2 separate regions of the Anas platyrhynchos genome follow, and region 1 is linked to region 2. The links are chromatin contacts, called in public Hi-C maps. All regions are on one chromosome and are shown on one strand. The core of a region is the stretch at or near the end of the contact, and the rest is flanking DNA. Distances in the headings are between cores, read along the strand shown. Region 1 has its middle 17 kb from the start of CD28. Region 2 has its middle 18 kb from the start of CD28.

What was found. A called contact is a pair of places that touch in the nucleus more often than the background predicts.
Region 1: a contact with region 2 is called in a Hi-C map of skeletal muscle, with 1.9 times the contacts expected there. The contact joins two enhancer-like sites. A contact is called at or near these places in 2 of 8 Hi-C or Micro-C datasets (skeletal muscle and subcutaneous adipose tissue).

Annotation. Positions count from the first base shown.
Region 1 is chr7:26,314,313-26,317,012 of IASCAAS_PekinDuck_T2T, reverse strand. No RefSeq gene overlaps it. Among named protein-coding and RNA genes, the nearest start is that of CD28, 17 kb to the right of the region's middle. Within about 2 kb of position 1,397, at least 6 of the 8 cell types and tissues checked have an H3K27ac peak or open chromatin away from gene starts, as enhancers often do.
Region 2 is chr7:26,279,335-26,282,046 of IASCAAS_PekinDuck_T2T, reverse strand. No RefSeq gene overlaps it. Among named protein-coding and RNA genes, the nearest start is that of CD28, 18 kb to the left of the region's middle. Within about 2 kb of position 1,421, at least 6 of the 8 cell types and tissues checked have an H3K27ac peak or open chromatin away from gene starts, as enhancers often do.

The DNA.
Region 1 (2,700 bases), core at 148-2,647, 35 kb before region 2:
CTCTACACAGATGCTAACACTCGTGCCATAGGTGGTGACCCAGGGCTTCCAGTTTCTGCTAGCAGCCCTCAATAGTAGCCTGAACAAAATGTTCTTCTGTAAACTGATTGCACAGCAGATAAATCCCCATAGTTCAGCAGATGGGAAGTGAGGGAGGGAAAATCAAATTCCGTGCCGTGGGAGCCAGGCTATCTTAGTGATTTGCAAATGACCTCGATGCTCTGCAGGCTTTCTGGGCTCTTGATGTTGCTCAAGTCCCTCCGTCTCCCACTCTCTTGAACTCTCTCAGCATAGCAAAGCTAAGGAAATCCAGAAGACTAAATTCAGTGCTGCAGATTAGTGACAGGAAGGAAATTGGATATGCATGAATTAAACAAGACCATGTGCCTTCTCTGATCTGCAGATGTTTTTTCTCTCAGAAATGCAACTTCTTTTTTTGCAGGTGACACCCACACATCTCCTTCACTTACTGGCGATGATAATAAAGGAGATAAACAACTGGAGCTCGTGCAGTTAGACTTAATCTTTGTATGTCATCGTCACCAAGCAAAGCCACAGCAATAGGAAAACAGAGCTGTTTTGTGCTGCTCGCTTCTAACTGACATTTCCTCACAGACCAAGTCGCTCATGTAACCTGTGGACTCTTTGAACTTCATCTTGTGCTTGCTACCTTTCACAGTGTGTTGGCATTGCCGTGCAGTGCAGAGCTGCAGTAGATACATCCTGTGCTTATATCCTGGTTCTCAGTTTGCCTCTCTGCCTCAGTGGTTTGAAATCAGATTGCAGAACTACAACAGAAATGCCTTCATAACAAGGAAAAAAAAAAAAGAGTAACAAGATAGGAATACTCTGATTTTAAAACCTTATACTGCAAGTGGAATGTGGGATTTGTAAGTAACAGATCCTTTAGTTAAGAAAGGAGATAAGGCAGAAATAAATGTATTAAAAAAATCCTTTTTTAGTTAAAGGTATATGCATAGTTAGTTTGATTTTAATAATCTCAGGAAATAACCACAGATTCTCCATCCTTCCAAGGACTGCTTTTATTGGAAATTCACTGGAGCTTCAGTCCAAACTAATGCATTTCTCTAGCTGCTGGAGACAAGCCCTGGAGTCACTTAACTCCACTTTTCCTGCAGTCTGCCATTCAGCTGTCCTGCCTTCCCAGCCTGCTGTGGTTTATTTGGCCACTGCCCTATGAATATAATTTGCTGCCTTTGTCTCGAAAGTTTCCTGGGATTCAAATGTGTGCCCAAGCCTGCTCGCAGGACCCAAACAGTGCGGTTAATTCCTCATTGGTGCAGAGCAGCCTGTGCACTAAAAAGTACTTCTTGAGGCAAGAAGGACCAGGGTGTTTTTAATGCTGTTATTTCTAGTATGTGGCCAGGGAGAGGCAGAAGTCTGCTTTGCGTAGTGCATCCTGCAGCTGGTTTGTTCATTGCTGATCCCTGCGGGACTCTTCCAGAGTTCCACTGAAGCGGTTTTAGGGTGGTTTCTCCATTAACCCCTTCTTGCTTCTCCCACCTTTAGTGGTGGGTTGCTCCATCACAGGGCTGGACTTGAAATTAGTGTCAACTGTGTGTGTCTGCAGCAGGGACAGTGGTCATTCCTTTCTGTCCGTGGCTGTATCTTCGCAGCGTCATCCTTAATTCTTGTTGTTAAGAGAAAACATTGGCATCACCTCAGCATGCTGCTAATGAGAAAAAGACCTAGCTGGGATAATGCTCCCAAAGCTGACATTCTGCCCTGGACTTCAGCCTCTGTCTTTGTGCATCAGCAGCGGATGAGCTGTGCAAAGAGAGCAATGATTTCAATTCTCCAGCCAGTTTTGACTTGGCTGGGAAAGGCTGAGAAGCCCACAAAGAAATGCAAGCAGCCTACTTCATCATTTTCACAAGCCAAAAAAAAAAAAAAAAAAAATCAGCTCTCATCTTGACCACTGGTGTTTGAAGATTAAAGTAGCCCGAGGGCTGTCACAGGCAGCAAGCATAGCAGGAAAATGAGTTCATTCTGACTCACAACAGAGTGATCTAATTTAACGGGGCACTGACAAGGCCGTCGGGCATTAAGTTAGCTATTATCCTCCTCCGGCTGGCCTGGGTGCATTGTCCAAGCCTTCACCTCCTTCCCTCTGTGGCTGTGGCTGGTTGCAATTTGCAGCCACGTTGCCCTCCCTCGCCCCGCGTGGCCACACGTGCCGGCCAGCGTGGGCTCAGCCGGCCGCGGGCGCCTGAGGGCAGAGTTAGGGCCACGGCCGTGTCCTGCTGCCACCCTCTGTCTGAGGGGCTTGGGCTCACTCACGCTCTGGACCTGCAGCATCTGTGCAAGAAGGGAGCCTCTTTGTGTGTGTGTGCTGGGAGCAGAGGGCACGGCTCCTGCGGGCAGGACAAAATGCCCTCGGGGTGATGGAGCCGCTTTGCTCGCAGCAGGGGGCAGAAGCGAGGCTGGGTGGGAAAGCTTCCAGCTGGCTGTTCTGCCTTGGATTGCTGAATTTGGCAACCTGACCTCTTCGGTTAAGGTCCTTCAGTATGTTGTAGCTTCTGTAGCTTCTTTATTTGAGAGCAAAAGGGTTTTGCAAAAAGGCCATTTAATCCTCCTACCAGATTGAAACCACTACGTTGATTTCCACACCACCTCACTGTTACACGTTGCTTGTTTGCACCTTCATTTTTGCTGGTTAGAGAGTGATACTTCTGGACT
Region 2 (2,712 bases), core at 172-2,671:
GTTGCAGCCATGCCTCCATTCAAACACAGTAATAAACTTCAGTCTTTCTGGCCTTATTTGTTTTTTTCTTTCTGTTATAATTTAATGTTTTTTGAAACCCTGTAGAAGCTTTTGCTACAGATAAAAATAAATCACCCTTAGCTCCTGCATTCTCACTGTAGCCTCATCATTATCAGACAGCAAAGCAATCCTGCATATATATTTATTTTCTTGTAAATATTGATTGAAGTAAGAAAGGTCCAGGTCAAAAAACATGCACTAACAGCATCCTGAAACCTGCACTCCATGTCCAAAATCCTTTCCCAGCTGGGAACAAGAATGAATTTGCAGCCCTACTCCAGCAGCAGCAAGGAGAAAACAAATTTGCTGTTTATACTACAGTTACTATTACTATGTGTTGCCCCAGGTAATTATCTTTTCCTGTCTATGTATATGCTATTTTAGGTATATACTTACAAAATCTAAGGCAAGCATCGCTCAGATCTTTGACTTGTTGATGCTGCGTGGCTTTCAACTTCTTGAATGTTTAAGGGAAGAAGAATGAGTTTGTGGTTAAAGTACAAGTCTAGGAGTCAAGAGGTCTGGATTCTATTTCTGTGCTGTGCCACAGACTTCCTGTACGCCCTTGAACCACTCACGTGACCTCTTTGCGTTTTTATACACCATCTACTAAATGGGGAATAATAGTTGCTTCATACACGCTGCTGCTGTGAGGCTTAATTCATGCTTCTCTGAAAGTGTTTCAGGTTCCTCAGCAGAAAAGCACTTCAGAAATAAGGCCTCATCTCAGTTTTAATATTGTCTGAGCTGTCTAGCTTAAATGTAACCTCACCCAAAGGGAATGGTATTTGTAAATGTCATCCTTATAATGAAAAATCTGTTCTCCTTTTTCTGTCCCCCATGCCTTCTTCACTTCCTCCTCTTCCAACAAGCTGCCGCACTGTTAAATACCTCCTCATCCCCTGGGATACCCAGCTGGTCACTGACCTGGCTTTGGGGTTTGTTTTATGTGGAGATGTGCATGCACTTTATGTTGCAATGTTCTTTTCTCTGTCTATAAGCAGACAGAAGGATCTGCAGAAAGCCCAGAGCATATCTGTGTTTGATTTAAACAGGCATTCGGAACAAGCTGAGCATTTCAGGGAAAGGATCAGCCCTTACTTTTGTTTAAAACAAAGGGATTTCCAGACTCTGACATTTCTGAGGACTTGGGGCTTTTTAATAATCTCTTGAGGGTTTCTGGAGGTGCAGAGCTGAGATGCTATGCTGTTGTTTGACATGAGTGTTTCAGTTAATGAATGATTACTGAATGAACCACTACGGCATCAGCATTATACAAAACTTACACTGTTTTCATATGTGAATGAGACAAGAATGCTGTGTGGGAGCTGGATGTGTTGTCTGGGCTTGATAACTAACCGAAAGTTTTTATTATTCATATAACTGTTTAATTAGTGCTGTCTTTATGCTAAGGCCAGCTCAGGCAAAGTGTGACCTTGCCCGAAACCAGCAATATCGGCAGTATGAGGGAGGGGAAGGCCTTTGTACCAGGGCACAGGGCACCCCGATTACTCTGGACTACTTGTGCAGCCCAGAGGCCCCCTAACAGTGAAGGAAAAGCTGAAGTAGTCCCTATGTAATTGCGTGCTTGTTCCCCCTGAGCCCCAGTGTACATGGCTTCTGTTTCATCTGCACAGGTCCTGAGGTCAGTGCTTTAAGAAGCCAGCTTGAAACACTCAGAGCCATCAACTCCAAGGATCTGGCTGCAGAAGGGCGAGGACACAAGAAGCCAGGATTAAGGGAGGACACAAGCTTGCTAGGGGGGTGCCGAGGTGTTCCAGGCTCAGGGTCCCATTATCCCCTGTGTGACAAGCATCAGCTGCCACATTGGGGTGGGCCAGTTACCAAGTGGGGAACCTTTACTTGTTGCCCATCTCCTCCGTTTCCCTGTTACTTAACAACCAGAGGGGGTGAGGCACTTGGATGGTGCCTGCTGTGGATATTAGCTGGCAGGGCTGCTGCCCTCCAATCACTCAGTGTTGTCAGGGAGTGCAGGGCTCCTTTATCAGTAACTTCAGGAAGTTGCATTAAGCAATGGGGGGTTTATTGTAAGGCCAAATGGATAAATTCATGGTATTTGGCCTGCCATAAATTTTCTCACACCGAACCTTTTCAGTTCCTGGTTGGTGTTCTCCTTAGGGCTAAAGCATGGAGCTCTCAAAATGACAGAGTCAGGAAACCCTGGGAAAGCACTGATATTGCAAAAACTGTGTGTCCCTCCTACACCTTCAGTGCATTCTCCTCATTACCACAAACTGTCCCCAGGAACACTTGATCTGAATTAACTACTGCAGTATTTTAAAGATCTCTTCAGGCCATTTCCTGCCCTCCCCACGCTCCCTTACTTGGGCATATATCCCAGTGGAGGTTCTTGGGAGTTTTCCTTGAGATATCTGTTCTCATTTCCATTTCTACTTGCTTCTTTTCATCCAGTGTTTTGCTCCTCTCCACCGGCTATTCCTTATTCTTGCACTGCTGCTTAGTGCCAAGTGAGGAGAGGAAATGACTAGATGATACAAAAGGGAGGAGAAAGAAACTGGACAGAAAGGAATAATAGGGACCAGGAGTAATAGGAAAGACTGGAAACCTGATCAAAATTTGTTTCCTAATGCCTCTCAGCAACACTGGACACAGTGAGCTGGGTGACTGTGC